2 separate regions of the Culex pipiens genome follow, and region 2 is linked to region 1. The links are chromatin contacts, called in public Hi-C maps. All regions are on one chromosome and are shown on one strand. The core of a region is the stretch at or near the end of the contact, and the rest is flanking DNA. Distances in the headings are between cores, read along the strand shown.

What was found. Hi-C and Micro-C count contacts between places; a contact is called where the count stands out from the background.
Region 2: a contact with region 1 is called in a Hi-C map of embryo, with 4 times the contacts expected there. The contact joins the promoter of LOC120419842 here to the promoter of LOC120427330 in region 1. A contact is called at or near these places in 2 of 3 Hi-C or Micro-C datasets (embryo and whole body).

Annotation. Positions count from the first base shown.
Region 1 is chr2:51,744,076-51,748,683 of TS_CPP_V2, forward strand. LOC120427330 (transducin beta-like protein 3) reads right to left here and starts at 2,858. Exons shown (of 2, transcript XM_039592179.2): 1 at 2,718-2,858; 2 at 1-1,602. The coding sequence starts at 2,746. It overlaps LOC120427331 (transmembrane protein 186), which reads left to right and starts at 2,922. Exons shown (of 2, transcript XM_039592180.2): 1 at 2,922-3,402; 2 at 3,459-3,789. The coding sequence starts at 3,051. The coding sequence ends at 3,760.
Region 2 is chr2:51,971,208-51,976,279 of TS_CPP_V2, forward strand. LOC120419842 (deoxyribose-phosphate aldolase) reads right to left here and starts at 2,977. Exons shown (of 3, transcript XM_039582677.2): 1 at 2,817-2,977; 2 at 2,404-2,751; 3 at 1,707-2,350. The coding sequence starts at 2,844. The coding sequence ends at 1,788. LOC120419843 reads left to right here. Exons shown (of 3, transcript XM_052707519.1): 2 at 630-1,432; 3 at 1,556-1,773. The coding sequence ends at 1,697. It overlaps LOC120419856 (putative ATPase N2B), which reads right to left. Exons shown (of 6, transcript XM_039582693.2): 4 at 4,933-5,072; 5 at 4,723-4,869; 6 at 4,204-4,659. The coding sequence ends at 4,417.

The DNA of each region.
Region 1 (4,608 bases), core at 1,608-4,107:
GAGAAACGAACCGCCCAAATTCCTCGCTTATGACCTCGAAAAACGCCCACCAGACTGAGGTTGCTCACGTCCCACAGCTTGGCGGTTTTGTCTTGCGAACCGGTTGCCAGCAGACGGTCATTCGGGGAAATGCTCACGCAGTTGATGTCCTTTTCGTGGGCCAACTCGGTCAGAGTGCAGTTCAGACGGGTCAGTTCCTTCTCGTCGCTTGTTTGGTTGAACTCCTTCGGGATCTTCCAAACCTTTAAGCAGCGATCCTGACTGACGCTGGCGCAAAACATGCCGGAAATCTTGCTCAACGAGACGCTTCCGACGGCGTTGGTGTGCTTCAGCCCGATCGCCACGCAGTTAATTTCAAACTTGGTCCCGTTGTACTGCCACAAACGGATCGAGTTGTCCTTTGAAGACGAAAGCATGAACTTGTCGTTAGCCGAAAGGGACAGGACGATATCGGTGTGACCTTTGACCAGCTGGCAGTTCATGGTCGTGGTGTCGTACACTTTGAAATCGTTGCTGTTGGTGGCCATTCCGAGGAAGCGATCCTTCTTTCCAAACAGGATCAAATCCAAAATTTCATCGCTGAACCCGGACAGCTGCTTGAAGCAGTCGAACGTTTCCAGGTCGTGAATGATGATGTTGTGATCGGCACTGACCACGGCCAGTTGCGACGTCTGCCGGTTCAGCAGCATCTCCGTGATGGCGAGGCCACCTTCTTCCGCGGATTTGGTCACCAAGCTGTTGCTCTGCTTGAAGACGATCGCCGTCTCGGTCATCTCCCACACCTTGATCAAACCTTCCTCGCCAGCACAAGCCGCATAAATCTTACCCTTTTTCAGCTTCTGTCCGTTCACCCGAATACCATCAGGAAGTACAATCACGCTCTCCAAGCTCTCGTAAACCGGAATCGTCTTGACCGACTGCTGCGTTTCGTAATCCCACAGAACCAATATCTTGTCCCGCCCAGCCGAGACCAAAAACTTCCTATCGTTCGAGAACGACACCGCGGTCACCTTAGAAAAGTGCCCCGCGAACGTCTTCACCAACTCGCGCGTCTCGTAGTTCCAAGCATAAATCTTCACGTCATCCCCGGCCGCCAAAATAACCTTCCGCTCCTCGTCCGGATGAAACACCAGCAAACTAACAACCCCAACGCACCCGCGCAGTGTCCCCACGCAAACCTGCTGCATCGGGTCCCAAATGCGCACCGTAGTGTCCGTCCCGCCACTCGCCACCAGCTGATCCCCGGCGCTGAACGCCAACCGCGTCGTCGGTCCCTGGTGCAGCCCGCGCCACATCTTGACAACCTTCCTGCTCGCGACGTCCCACATCCGAAGCAGCCCCGATCGATGCGCTGAAACGACGTGCTCGCCACTGTTGGCCAGCGCGAATGTGTAGACCGAGTCTTCGGCGATTCCGTCGTTGTCGTCGCCGGCGCTGCTTGTTGAAGGATTTGCGCCGAAAATGACCGGTTCCGAGGACTCATCGCTGACGGAGATCAGATTGATGGCGCCCGAGTTTTGGCACAGCAGTTCCTGCCCGTTCGGGGACCACTGGACGGTGCCGCCGGTGTAGAACGCCTTGTACTGGTTCTGGACCTCGTAACTGTGGGAGCACAAAATTGAGGAGACGTTAAAACTAAATTGAAAATTGACAAATAAGAATCAAAATCTATACGCTCCAAGCGCATCAATTAATTTTTTTTAATGAATTATGTGTTTTTCAAACAGTCAGAGAATTATCAAATCTAGAGTATTTTTTTGATAAGGTCCTATAAGCTATTGTGTTTCATATGTTTATTGGACCTTTTCTAAAAAAAAATCAGAAATATGTTTACATAAAATTTAATAAAGAGCTTAAATTGAAAGGTCAAATTATATAATTAATTGAATTAAAAAAAAAACAGTAGATTCGCAAACGACAAAAAACCTAACAAAAAATATTTATAAAGTTATTTCATAAATATTTTGTACCAACACTAAAACACATTTTAAAGATCCATTTTTTAATTTAGCAAAAAGAATCACAAATGTTTAAATAGTGATAACGGTCATTTTACTGACAAATGATTCCAGAATTTCTATAAAGAAATGATTTTTTTTCTTGAGTTGTTACGTCTCTAAATTCGTTAAATGGCGAAAGTGACTCATTTGGTCTAAAAGGGCAAAATAAACGTTTATTTATTACTGTTTTATATGTAAATAATGTTTTGATTGGGAATGTCAAGATTAGAAATAATTCATGTTTTTCCTCTTTTATTTTAAGAAAAGCTTGTACATTGGAGGACAAAAACTTAATTTCTGCATATTTATGCTAAGGTATTTTTTTTTAATTTCCCCTGATTTTTGAGTAAATGTAAGTGTCAAAAACTTTGAATATATTAATATATCAACTTTTTTGAAAGGGTCTAATAAACAAAATTGTTATTTTTAGCGTTTTGGATGTTTTTGAATACATCTAACACAAAGCGGTTTCAAAAACGCCGAAAAAGCAAAAAAAACTGAAAAAGCATTACGCATTGCTTGGTTCAAAATGCATTGATTTTTTGAGAAAATAATTTTCCAGATAAAACTTTTTTTTGAAAAATAAACGTCTTTACTGGCGTCTCACTGTACCAAAACAAACGAGGATCAAAAGCAAAAACGGTACGCATTTTTTGAACGACTGTAACAGAGTAAAAACAGCAGTAAACTGTTGAAATATTTCTAAACTATACTTACACTTCCTTTAGCTTTATCTTGGCGCTCATTTTAACAACTTTTCCAACTTTTTACACCTCAAAAACTTAAAAAATTGCAACCAAACCGAACCGACAACGTTGGTCAACAAATCGCACGTGCGCTTTTAAAATGAGAACTGTCAAAAGTCAAACAGCTGATTATCTGACAGTTCCCTAGTTTGTTTTGAATCTAGTACCTCACTTTCATTGCATCATGCAAAATTTGTGTTGAAAATTCGCTCTGAAAATTTTCTGATTTTTCGTGAAATAACTTGAAGATATTTGATGGAAGTAGTTTGAAAAGTTCAAAGATTACCTAACAAAAGCCTTCAAAATGTTACAAGTGCTCCGAAGTTGCCCGCTGTCACGAATTTCACTCGCGCTCAAACCAACTTCATCGCCGGCATTTCGTTCCTCCCCTGGGCTACTGGTGCGACAATGCTCCACAAAATCATCACAACCAGCTGCGCCAGAAAAGGTTTCGCAAAATGAACCACCGTCGCACATTGAAGATTCCACCAAGTGGTACACCCTGTACCACTTCCGGGGAATCATGCTGACGGCGGCCTTCAAACGGTTGAAGCTGTATCCGGCGGGTCTCACGGCGGTAACGGTTCCCACCTGTTTGGCGCTGGCATACGCGGACATTTGCTCCGTTACGACGGCGCAAGTTTTCGGATCTGTTGGTGAGAAATCATACATCTTGATGAAACTTTAAAACTAAAATTTAACTTTCTTTCAGGCTTCACAACCACCCTGACCCTGCTGGCGTTCAGCTATTTCACGAACAATCTGGTCGGATACGTGTACACCGACGATGAGGGCAAGCAGGTGAAAATATCGTACGTGGATCCCGGCGGAAAGCGGCAGAATCGAATCTATCCGGTGGACAACATCGTGCCCCGGTCGGAGCTGCAGCGGACACTGCTGAAGTTTTACTTTCCCATCAAGAATCACGATGATGGCGAGGTGTACCGGATTGTGCACCGGTATGGGGAGGTTTACGATGAGAAAACTTTTACGAAGGTGTTTGGTAGGGAGTAATGTGGGTTTGTTGTGTAATAAACTTATTTTCTAGATCGAAGAAAAAAAAAATTGACTATAATCCGAAATATTAAACATTTAAAATACTAAGCATAGTTTGAAATATAGTAAATTTGTATTTGAAGGGCACAAACCGAAGTACCAACATAAATTACAATTTTTTTGTTTGAGGGTGTAAATAAATTTTTATAAATTTTGTGAACCCTCATCTTTTTACCTGTTAAATCTAGTACGATCCATTCTAGTACTTCATAAAAAATGACTTCATGTAAAATAACGCCTGAGAGTAACGTGTGACGAATGTGGAAAACGAACGGACCCACATAGAAAAATGGGCGGAAAACGGCCAAAAAGCGGGGACGTTTTGCCTGAAAGCGGGCCCGATTTTCAGCCCGTTTTTTCCCCTCGTTGTGGCCCATTGCGTGCCAGAATGCAACATTTAGGCGGGCGTTACGCATTTTGGCCGCTGTGTTACGCCCGTCTGTGGCACGCTTTTGGGCCCGTTTTGACCACGATAACGGGCCTATAAACGGGGGACTGACGTGCCGGAAACCGGGGGGATTCTCCTTCCTGTTTACTTCGGATTTCAAGTTTGGGCGATTAAATAAAATAGGGTGACAAATAAACACGACAGATTATTTTTTTATTTAAAAAAATATTGAATTAACAACAAACAACCTTAAACTAATTACCTAACTAGCTAAAAGATATAAGTTAGGTTAGTATGTTAACAGGACTTTAAATTGATTTTATTGGTAATTTGGTCAAATTTAGTTTTTTTTTTTTGAATTAAATATACTTTATTGAATCTTTCTTATAATAATTACATTTGGTTTACATAATAAGTG
Region 2 (5,072 bases), core at 1,727-4,226, 230 kb after region 1:
ATCTTCGGGTCGAAAATCAAAATCCTCAAAATTACTTTTTAAAACCTCATTAGAGTAGATTATATGGTATTTGTGTTATATGGCTGTTGATGGCCGATATTTAATTTCCAATGGTCGGTTGTTTTGCCTACAATCCGGATATCCTAGATCCCAGCTCAAATTCAAAGTGATACAGTTGAAACAAATAAGAATTTGATTGGTTCAGGACAAAAGCTCTGAGAAAATTTATAAGAATATACAAATTCGCACTTGTTAGATCCGTCAATGGCTAACCTTTTCGAAGGTTATCCACCAGATAAGAAACTTGTTTTATCAAAGCTGTAGAGGAAACACGGCGATGCTGCTCTTGAATAATAATTAATTTTGGGAGGATGAGCGGAAGCAGGCAAACTTGGTCAAGAACCGGCTGATTTATTGAAGCTTGTCGTCAACACGTTTTTTTACGCAGTTTATGATATTTACAAACAATCGCCCATGGACAAGCTCGTGATAGCCAACATAAAAGGTTTTACGATTTATGGTGCGAAATGATTAAAAGAATTAATGCGTTGGCAATTTGGTACCTCGAATAAATTAACAATAATTTGTATTTTATGTTAACATGGTTTCATTAATTTCTTCCCCTTTAGTTGGCGCTATGCCTGTCATGCGCCGTCCTTCAGTCGGGCGCGAACCCGATGAAGATCAGCAAACCCAAGGCGCTGATCACGAGCCGTTCGGACACGGTTGATTTGACCGTTCCGCCCGTCAAGGAACCTGCTGTGGCAGAAGCTGCCGCGACTCCAGTTGCATCCGCCAAACAACCCGCCACGCCGCACTACCTGATCCACGTGGTCCCGAAGGAGCAGGACGAGTTCGAACGTCTGATGGATTTTTTCGCAGTTGGGGAGATCGCTTCGCCAAGCGGGTCAGCAGCATCTCCCCAAACCAACTCATACGGTTCCTATGAGCCCCGACAGGACGATCTGACGGAGCCGCTGCTGCCGCCGCCGGTCGAGCAGTCCGAGCCGGATTACTACGCCGAGAAGCCAAAGAAGAGCAAGGGCAAGAAGTACGTGCCGAACCAGAAGCTGGTGAACATCAAGAGCGCCGAGAACATCGAGAAGATCGAGAACGAAAAGTCGCGGCTGAACAATCCGCATGCTGGTGAGATCGACGAGGCGTACTTCCTGGACGGACTTGATCTGGACAAGCTGCTCGCTTCGGCCTGGTTGACGGCCGCGGATGCCGATGCGGAAGCTACCTCGGGAAGGTCGCGCGAGCTGCACGCTGAGGAGCTGAACACCGGGGAGTTCTTCCCGAGCCAGCAGCGACGAGTGGACGAGAACACCCGGAGGTTGCCGAACGAACACGAAGGTGCCCGAGTTGATTATCAGTTGCACGGCCACAAAGGGCCGGACAGTTATGCGTTTGGATATGACACGGGTAGCGGGTAAATCTGGGCTGGTTTGACTAATGGCACGTTTGTGGTGGTTTGGTGGCAATGATATCTGTTTTTGTGTGTGTTTGTGACGAGTTAAGGATGTTTCTAATCGATCTCTTGTTTCGTTTTCAGGAAGAATCGGCAGTTTCACGTAGAGGAGCGTGACGACCACGGAAACGTGCGAGGTCGCTACGGATACTTTATGAAGAGCGGAAAGTTCCGAACTGTAAGCTACAGTTCGTCCCCTGAAAAGGGCTTTCGGATCGAGAGCTAAGAGTGTGCAATTTTTCTAGTTATTTATTGTTATTGTACAAATTTTTAATAAAAAGAAATAAAATTTCTCCAACCAACGTGTACGTACTTTTTACTTACGTAGCTGCTTGCTAAGGCTGTAATATTGCTTTTCGACATCGTCCAGCAGTCCGGACGCCCCAAAACGGAACAGTTCCGGGGTGAGCCACTGCTCTCCCAGAGTTTCCTTTATCATAATCATCCAAGCCACGGCATCCTTCACCGTACGAACTCCACCCGCAGGTTTCAAGCCAATCTTCTTTCCCGTCAACCTGTAAAACTCCTGAATGGCACGAATCATAACCAACCCAACTGGCAGCGTGGCATTCACAGCTTCCTTCCCCGTAGACGTTTTAATAAAGTCAGACCCCGCCATCATTGCCACCATCGACGCCTTGTACACATTCACCATGGTTCCGCACTCTCCAATACCAAGAATGGTCTTCAGATGCGCTTTGTCGCCGCAAGCTTCACGCATCTTGACGATCTCCTCGTACAGCTGGTTCCACTTGCCGTTCAGCACCAGGCTCCGATCAACTACGATATCAATCTCGGTCGCTCCTTGCTCGATGGCGTACGTAATCTCCGCGAGTCGCGAGTGCAGCGGATACTGTCCCGAAGGGAATCCGGTGGCCACTGGGAATTAAATTAAATGAGTATCTTTACTTCCAATCACACCAAGTACCTACCAGCGGCAATCTGAATCTGGTCCAGTCGCTTCAACGCCCCCAGCGCCCTGTACGCATCGCCAACCCGGCTCGGGTACACGCACACCGCCGCCGTATGAACCTGGCCATAGTCTTTGGGGTCTGCCAGTCGTTCGGGAAACGGATAGGCCGCCCTGAAGCAAAGCCGCTCGACGTTCGCTCGCGTATCGTCGCCGCTCAGCGTCGTCAAATCGGTCAGGCTTAGCGCCTTGAGTGTCCAGTGGAGCAGCTGAGCCGGCGATTGTCGCTTGATAAGTGTCGATGTCAGCAGGTCAACCGAGCGTTCCACGCTGCGTAGATTGACGTACACCTTTTCCAGCGGAATGGGGTCTTGGGAGGATAGATGGGATGGTTAGTTGGTTGATTTGTCTAGTTTCGAGGAGATCAAGACTTACCGAAAGGAATTACATTGTTAACAATCATGTTTGAGTTTGAGGTAGATTAGGTGTACTTAAAAGGAATGCTTAGTAACGTTGATTAAAGTGTTCAACACAGTGCAATTGATAACAAGATGCTACGGCTACAACTAGAGAGACAATTTAGAGAGAAATAAAAACAGCATACGTTTCAGTGGTGCCAGCTCAATTTTATTCAGCAAACAGTTTTGTTGAAAAAAAAACAAAATATGTAGAACGAGGGGTATACTTTCAGAGTTTGTACTGATTTCAATTGGAATTAATCTTTGAAATATTTCATACGTACGTTTTCCTCGGTGAGTTTTTTTATTGTTCATTTCAAAATGGGTTTAATACTTTTGCAATTCGACGTGATCGTGCTATCTTGTTGCACGTCGATTCTGGACCGAATTGAGTTAAGAACGCCATTTTGTGCAGCTTTCAATGCCTCACCTTTTGACCTTCACAGAAATTCGATTTCAATGTTTAGATATTCAATAAAAACCGAAAAAACTCTTCAAATGGAAAATGTTTCGATCTGATCGTGCTATCTTGACACACCCTGAAAATTGCTGTAAGTGCGACCACTGACCAAAGGGATTTTAGTCAGAACGCGTTTGACACACGTACATGCCCGACTACTGTAAACATTTGTAATTATAACTCGGGACTCCGGCAACCAAATTCAACCAAACTTCGGGATAAAATGGTCAGCCAAAGTCCCTTTGACAAAACTTTTTTTTCGTAAAATCGCGATAACTCTTGATGTTTATAAGCAAACCCCTTATGTCTATAAATCAAAATGTTTGTAATTGTCTGCTCTACAACTTTGTAGAACATTGTTATACTCTAAAAAATAACCCTGCAAAGTTAGAAAAAACACGAAATTTTAAAATGAAAAATTTTGTTTTAAATGAAAAAATGACCCTTCTGGGTCAATGTAGATTCGAAAAAAACATTAAATTTCCCATAAAATGACATGTTCCAAATTTTTTTACAGTCAAGTAACGGAAAATGGGAGAATTTTTAAAACATTTTTAGTGTTTTTTTCGATGAAAAATACGTTTTTTCGGAATTCTGAGTACGCCATCAAATCGGGCGTTTAATTTTACGTGAAAGTCCCTTTGACACAAAATTTCTATCTCATCACCGTTTCAGGCTGCAAATTATTGAAAAACACCTCTTTTTTCGCATGTTCAAAAATGGAAGGGGTCGTACCGCCCCTCCGTCACGAGATATCAAAAAACGGACCTCGGATTCGTGATCAGGGACAAAAGTTACCCCTTAGGACAAAGTTTCACGCAAATCGAAGAGGGGTCGGGGCAACTTTTCCCGATTTCGTGTGAGTTGGTAGAGAATTACCCATATATAAAATGCTGCTTCGCTCCAAGCACTGGCTGTGCTTTTATTTAATACTTCTCTCTTTACATTTCCTAAAATTTTAAATAAATATATTTACAGGACACTTAACTAACTAGTATTCGCGTTCTCCTAAAAACACGACAACCAAAGCGTATCGCGTAAAGCATCATTTCCGCTTCTACCCTAAACAAACATACTCTTTGTGCAGCAGCTTCCATTAAGTACCAGTCCTTCAGACTTAGCGATGCTTCTCCCACAGTGACCAATATTCCGCGGATTGCATCTCGGCCAGCCGCGACACGGTTCGCTCGAAAGCGAACGCCTCCTCGTCGCCGGTGAAGATGTTCGAGCTCGCATCCTGTGAATCCTTGGTGATCTTGAGGTCGTCCATCAACATCCGGTGCTCGTCCGAGGTGTGAATGTCGTCGGGCTTTTCGTTCGAAAAGAGGAACTTGTACGGAACGTCCGAGGAGACGACGAGCTGAAAGTAAATTTGTAGAGCTTATCTACGTTGATTTCAAGTTCATGGATTAGTGACACCCACCCGAACCCGGCTGTCGTACAGCGTGTCAATCAGCGTGATGAAGCGTCGTGTTTGCGATTTGAGTTTCAAGTTCAGCTGCGGAATATCCCTTATCAGTACGGTGTGGAAAAATTGCGTGATTTGAAGGTAGTCCGAAGCTCCGAGCGGCTGCAAGTTTACAAATACGGTAGAGAGTTGGGGAGAATGTCACATGGTACAAGTAGTGCTTACTCTATCACACAGCTCGTCGAATGTGCTGTCCAAAACTTGTCCGCAGGTCTTGGCGAATGATATGTTACGACCAAAATGTGTGAACGTTTTTGGTCGAATCAAGTCGTTCTCTTGGGAACACAACACCTTAAAAATTTTAT